Linked DNA regions of Mus musculus: region 2 is linked to region 1. Evidence: chromatin contacts called from public Hi-C data. All regions are on one chromosome and are shown on one strand. The core of a region is the stretch at or near the end of the contact, and the rest is flanking DNA. Distances in the headings are between cores, read along the strand shown. Region 1 holds the start of Sdcbp2 (syndecan binding protein (syntenin) 2). Region 2 overlaps Snph (syntaphilin).

What was found. A called contact is a pair of places that touch in the nucleus more often than the background predicts.
Region 2: a contact with region 1 is called in a Hi-C map of olfactory sensory neurons, with 2.5 times the contacts expected there. The contact joins the enhancer-like site here to the promoter of Sdcbp2 in region 1. A contact is called at or near these places in 1 of 39 promoter capture datasets (macrophages), 4 of 484 Hi-C or Micro-C datasets (the N1E-115 cell line, brain, nephron progenitors and 1 more), 2 of 115 datasets of contacts at active chromatin or transcription factors (embryonic stem cells and intestinal crypt epithelium) and 2 of 9 other capture datasets (liver and pancreatic islet).

Annotation. Positions count from the first base shown.
Region 1 is chr2:151,571,361-151,574,689 of GRCm38.p6, forward strand. It overlaps Sdcbp2 (syndecan binding protein (syntenin) 2), which reads left to right and starts at 1,263. Exons shown (of 9, transcript NM_145535.2): 1 at 1,263-1,344. It overlaps Gm39959 (a long non-coding RNA gene), which reads right to left and starts at 665. Exons shown (of 3, transcript XR_866853.2): 1 at 611-665.
Region 2 is chr2:151,603,456-151,606,971 of GRCm38.p6, forward strand. The region is part of intron 2 of Snph (syntaphilin); the gene reads right to left. Among named protein-coding and RNA genes, the nearest start is that of Snph, 27 kb to the right of the region's middle. Within about 2 kb of position 2,021, at least 92 of the 459 cell types and tissues checked have an H3K27ac peak or open chromatin away from gene starts, as enhancers often do. A contact at or near this core is called in the N1E-115 cell line, brain, embryonic stem cells and 1 more, where this site is marked.

The DNA.
Region 1 (3,329 bases), core at 13-2,512:
CCTAGGAGATTTCCAATTAGATTTTTTTTTGGGGGGGGGGGTTGTTTTTTTTGTTTTTTTTTCTTCCAAGACAGGGTTTTCCTGTATAGCCCTGGCAGTCCTGGAACTCACTCTGTAGACCAGGCTGGCCTCGAACTCAGAAGTCCACCTGCCTCTGCCTCCCAAGTGCTGGGATTAAAGGCATGCACCACCACCCCCGGCTCCAATTAGATTTTTTAAAAAAAAAATCCAAAATACTTACTGCTTTCTTAGGAAAATCATAAGTAAGGCTGGAGGGATGGTTTGATGGGTAATGTGCTTGCTATGCATATATGAGGACCTCTCCACACCCACATGAAAGTCGTGAACAGCAGGTACATTTGCACTACAGGTGCTGAGGCGGATCCCAGGGGCTTGCTGAACAGCCAGGCTAGCTTAAATGGTGAGCACTAGGTTCAGTGAGAGACCCTGTCTTAAAACTAAGGTGGAGGAGAATAGAGGAAGACTGTCAATCTCTGACTTCTACATATACACACAGGCAAAGGCAGTGTGTGTGTGTCTGTGTGTGCCCACACACACACACTTTGCTACCATTATTGGAATCTACACAACTACAAAGTGAAAAGCTCACCAGGGCCTGGAGATGTCAGGCAGCATTTGCTTAGGAGTGTAAGGCTCGGTCCCTAGCATCTCAGAAAGAATGAAAGAGAGCCGGAAAGGGGGTGGGGCTCTCTAGACTTCCTGCAGTACACACTTTTCTGAAAACAAAACCAGAGGGTATGACCTCAATGGTGATTATTCGCTGTCTCAGTATTGTTATATTTCCCCTTGGCACCTTCCTGAAATGATTTAATAATTGTGTCATCGTCTATAGATTGGTGACTCCTTTAACCAGTGTCAGGCATCTGGGATTTCTAGATTGGTTTTACTAAAAGAAACACCATGATGGATCCAGAGACTGCACTGCAATTGATTTCTAAGAAATACACTAGGTTACAACCTGCGGCCATCTTTTAAGGCCCAGGACATCTCTCTCACTGTTCTCCAGTTAACTGCCTATTGGCAGGGTGAGGCCGCCACAGTCGTGCTGACTTCCTCATAGGGCCAAGTAGCCCTAGTTCGCACCCATCTCTACAGCATCTACGCATATCAGCTGTACGCTTTAGCCCCACCCACTCGTGGGTGACTGCTCTGTTTACCGAGCCACACAGGCTTACCTGGGCCCATCCTAGTCCACGGTGAGTCAGCTGAACAAGGGGCGGGCACCACCCTTCCCAGAGCAGGAACCCAACTGGGACACAGGCGACCAGCACATGCCAGGAGGCTGCAGTGGCTGGAGAAGAGGACAGCGTGCGGAGCCAGCAGGTAAGAACAGTCCGTATCGGCTGGGATAGAGGAGCTAAACAAGACCTGCTCACAACCAATTTCTTTCCCTCCCTTGTCCTGTCTTCTAGGACTTCCTAGGTAGGTAAATTCCTTTTAATTTGCTTCACTCTTAGAAGGAAATGGGAACAAAGCTTTCCTTTTTCTGCTCCCTGGCAGGGTTTGGAGGACGTATGATTTTCTGCACTGTTCTATCTTCTACACTTACCTCTAATCTACCCTACATCCATTGGCCAGAAGGCCCTGAAGGCTATGGCTCTCTGATGCTCAGACTTTCCTTGTGGCTCCCTCTCACTCAAGAAGGGTCAAAATTCTCACCAAGCCCCATGAGCCCTCCAGGGTCTGAGCCCCTCCCATCTTCTCTGGTTTCCTCCCTCAGGGTCCTCTGAACACTGGGGGCATGCTCACCCCAGGGTCTGTGCAGTGGGCCTGACCCCCCGGAATGTTCTTGCCCACCCAATTCTTTAAGCTTTTACACAAATGTCTCTCCCCTCCACAGCAAGGCTTCCCTAATCCTACTGCCACCCTCTGCTCTCCACCCCACTTCATTCTCCTCCCCAGTTCTTCCCACCACCTGACACAGCCCACAAAGTCTTGGGGCTTTTTAATCCAGCTCTTCACTACAAAGTCCCTACATCAAAGAGTGATGATTGTGTTCACTTCTTACTGTGGGCATCCAAAACAGTGCCTGGACTTAGGAGGTGGCCCTAGGTGGGATGAGCAGACAGTTATGGAGTTGCCTATTTGTGCTAGGCACTGTGCTAAATGTTCTCCATGTGTAACCCATTTAAATAGTCTTCTCATGCCTAGATAACTCTGCTTAAAGTAACTGTTATTTTACTATAGTTACAAAATAACTATATCGGACATGGTTACAAAATAACTATATCGGACATGGAGCCTAGTCCATTCTTTGCTCTCATAGTCAGAGGCAAGCAGTAGGTTGAGCCTCTCTAAAGCCTGGCTTCTGTTCTGCCTCCCCTGGACCTTCACTGGGAGAACAGAATTTCCTGAGTCCCGTTCCCTCTGGCACAGTATAGCCCTGGAAGGAGGAGGTACATGCTTGTGGCTTAGCAACAGCCTCCTCCTTGCCGATTCACCAGATCCCTGGGCTAATTTGGCCTTACAGAAGCTATTACTCCATCACATTAACCCACGCTTCTGTTTTCTGAAGGATAGATGAGTTGTCCACAGGAACAAGTGGGAGTCCCAGAGTTCCAGCAGTTTGGAACAAAGTGTTCTTATTCTGTAAGTTCAAAGATGGGGGCTAATGGGCCCCTTTCCAGCCCTGCTGATTCCCCAGGGCCTGACTGCTGATATACTGTGTTGTTATTGCTTACAATACGAAGATGTATAGAAAGCTCTGGGATGGAGATCGAACGATAGTGAGGGGAGGGAAGTCCTTGGGAGCAAGTCCCTTCCGAGAGTCAGCTACCTGCAGGAACTGAGCAAGCTCTTGCGCTGTCACACTACTTTCTGTGTATCTCACTAGGGCTGGAGTTTCCCTCCCTACACCTAGTTTTTCTTTAAGAGGCTTTCTACAGGTGGTAAGTGGGAAAATGTTTATCAAGGTGTCAGATGACATTTCTGGGGAGATGTGTACAAACACCTATTCACCTCAAAGAACCAATGGCACACCAACTAAAACAGTGGCTCTCAACCTTCCTAATGCTGTGACATTTAATACAGTTTTCCTCATGTTCTGGTGACCACCCCAACCGTAAATTTTTTTTTTTTTGTTACTACTTCATAACCGTAAATGTGTTACTGTTGTGAATCATGATGTTCTGATGGTCTTAGGCAACCCCTGTGAAAGGATTATTCAACCCCAAAGGGGTTGTAACCCACAGGTTGAGAACTGCTGAACTAAAATAAACTAGTCCATGCTCACTGTGGTAAACCAAGGAGTTTAGTAGGATTAAAGGAGCCTAGGTGATGCAGGCAGTTCCCCCCAGCATTGGTGACAA
Region 2 (3,516 bases), core at 771-3,270, 33 kb after region 1:
GGAATGGAGTGGCATTTGTACCTGGACACAGTTAACAGTCTCCTGGGAGGCCAGAACCAGCTATTAATTTGGGGCAGAGTAGAAGTGGCATTTCCCCTGCTGGGATGGGACCTCACAGGCAGGGTCCCTCTTGGGAAGGCAGAAGCCACCCAGTCCCATAGGGTGCCTCCTCTTCAGGATCCTGCTCAGAGGCCCCAGTGAGTGTCCTGTGTCTTCTTAACTCCTCCCTCTCATCATAGCCCGAGAGAGGAGGCATGTTGCCATGGCATTTATTGCCACGTTGCCTGTTCAGCCTGGAGTCCCACAGGCCTGTCCCCAGGCAGCTGGAGGCAGCCACTTGGAATAGAAGGTGAAAGGAAACCCTAAGTCACGGGAGCACAGCCAACAATCTCTCGTCCCTTCAACCCCAAGGGCACCCACCCCTTTTCACACCAGTGTCCCTGTTTCCCCATTGTGCACACTCCATAGCAACTGCACAAACATCTGCCTCTTTGATTGGTCATCCCCATGCCCAGTGCTGCCTAAGGGCTTATAATGAGGAGCAAGAGCTGAAAGGCTGCAGAAATAGGGCTGAACAGACCTGGGGTTGAATTCTGGCTCTTGTACTCTGAACGCGTGTCTCAGCAAGTCTGGCTACTGCTGAGATTCAGCCTCTCACCCACCGGGAGCGGCACCTCCTCGCTGGGCACCGTGAAAGTAACACGAAACAGTGCATGCAGATGGCATGGATGGCGGCTCTGCCACACAAGAGCCACTGGACGAACAGGATCAGACACTGGTCTGGAAGTAGATAATTGAAGTGTGATATGACCTTCAAAAAAGAAATAGCCAAGACATTTTGGTGGCCTCGGGAAGGTCAAGAAAACCTTCTTCCCATCAGAAACGTGTGTTGAGTCTGGAAGGGTGGGCAGGAGTCCACCAGTGGGAAGACAGGGTGGCATGGCCAAAGGCAGTAAGTAACTCAATAATACAGCTGCTCAGAGGCGAGGATCAGTGAGTGAGGCCACATAGCCTGGTAGGCCAGGGTCGTGTCCAGTGGGCCACAGGGAGGCATGGAGCTATCCCACAAAGGAGATGGGCACATCAGACGTTTATTCAAGGAAGCCCTGGGTAGAGTTTGTAGGGAAAGGACAGGACCAGAGGAAAGGAGAGCAGGCAGGAAGCTGTGAAAACCTTCTAGGGGTGAATGCAAGAGGGCATGGGTCTGGGTTAGCATCAAGATTAACAGAGAAAAGACCTGGACCATGTTTGAAATCTATCAGAAGCTTGTGGTTATATGGAAGCAAAGTGGGAAAAACTTAATCTTGGTGATCAAACCCTTTCCACCTACAACAGTCTCCTCCGCCCTTTTCTTTTCCTCCTCTGCGTGTGTGTGCATGTGTGCATGTGTGTGTGCATGTGTACATAATGAGAGCTCTGCTTGTCAAAGCACCACCATATCTCTGCTTGAGCTGTTTGCCAGCCCACTGCATCCCACCCCCCAGGTCTGTGTATTCAGCCTGTGCTCTGCAGCCTTCCTACAGGGACTGGCTCTCATCCCTTCCTGTCTTGGCCTCTTAGCTGAAGTTCCCTGGTGTATTTCATAGGAACAAACACAATCAACACACAGTTGTTCATAATATAATGGTTTAAAACCCCGTGCTAGATCATGAAGCTAGACGAGATGGTCTCTAGGGTATCTGGGTCCCACATTCTCATTTAGGGCTGTTTATAAAACAAGGGACTGGGATATGATGCTGTCTCTTCTGGGTCACAGTTTCCGAAGCTGTACGATCAGGAAGCTGCATCTCTTGGGAGATCCTGGCATCTTACTCAACATGGGGAGCAGCCAGGTGCTCAGGTCAGCCAGTGTTCTAAGTGACAGTCCCAGAATATACCTTTGAAGGTATCTCCCCCCCCCCAACCTACAAAGTATCAGCCACCTATGAAAGAAGAAAGCAACCCTGCAACCCCAGAGAACAGAACAGGCTGAGCTTATGACTCAGCCTCCAGCAGCTGTGCAAAGCCGAGCACGGCAACCAGAGCTTGGGAAAGATCCCATCGCTGCCAAGGCAGAACCTGGACCAGCCTTCCCTGGCAGATAGAGCAACTTGTGCTCCTTGGATGCTAATGCCAGAGATGGAAATGGAAACGGGCCCGGATGCTTGCCAGCAGCTACCCTCCAACCTTAGAACTTCAGGGCAGCTCCAGTGAGGTGGCAGGCCAAACTATGCAGGTTTCAGGGCGGTCTCATCCCCCCCCCCCCCCTCCGCAGACTCGAGTCCAGCCTTCCTGCACTTAAGCTGGCAGGAGTTGGGGGAGGGGGTACTTCACCAGATCACTTCCTGTCTCTGGCACAAGCCACTCCCAGGACTGAAACCACTCAACAGAGCCACTGGATTCTGTGTTCGCACTGTGGCAACCCCAGAACAGTGGCAGGACTGTTCCACAACTTGGCTAAACGCTGCAGGGGTTTCCAAGGTAACCAGGAAAGGCTTGAGGGCTGAGGCAGCTCCACAGGACTAGTCTCAGATGCCTCAGAACCGGTCCCAAGCCTCTATCTACACACCACCTAAGAAACTTAGCTCTGGACTGCTAGGCAGGGTGGGCTCAGGCTTCCTCCTCCATTTCAGCCAATGGGGTCCTCATATTGGTTCTACTCACGCAAGGTGCGGCGATTAGTGATAGTCAGCACTGGGGATGAGGAATGCACCCTTCTGGGTGTGTCTGGGGGGGGGCATTCCAGAGCAGAGGAACTAAAGGAGGAAGCCACCCTGAATGTGGGGGCTCCATCCCGTAGGCTGGGTCACAGAGCAAAAGAAAGAAGAGAGTCTGTATATATAGTTATCCTCTCGTTCTATCAGTCTGTCTGTCTGTCTCTCTTTCCCCTCTGTGGGGCTGCTGTGAGGTGAACAGCTATGCCCCTCTCCCATAGGCTAATCCTACTTAAACTATGTTCAAAAATTCCCCCTTTTCACTTTGCTGACATCTTTTGTCACAAGGACAAAAACTGACTAGAAGGTCTGAAGGTGTAAGGTGTGTGTGTGTGTGTGTGTGTGTGTGTGTGTGTGTGTGTGTTTGTACATGTGCACTTGTGTATATGTGGAAGCCAGAGGCCAAAGTGGGGTGTCTTGTTCAATGGCTTATTTTCTGAAACAAGGTTTCTCACTGAACCTAAAGCTCACCAGTTCATCTAGACTGTCTGGCCAACAAACCCCAAGAATCCTTCTGCTTCAGCCTCCCAAGGGCTGGGATTCTGGGTGTGCACCATGACAAACTAGGGATGCAGACTCAGCCCTGAAGCTTGTACCTTACAACCGAGACATCTCCTCTGGCCAGTAAGACCATTTTGGTTTTTTTGTTTGTTTTTAGAATTCTTCTTTTTTTTTAATTAAAAAGATTTATTTTTATTATGTGTCTGAGTGTTTACACATATATATGTGTATCACATGTGTGCCTGGTGCCCATGGGGGCCAGAAGAGGATTTTAGATCCCTTAGAATGTCATTACAAATGGTTGTGACACACAGTGTGGATA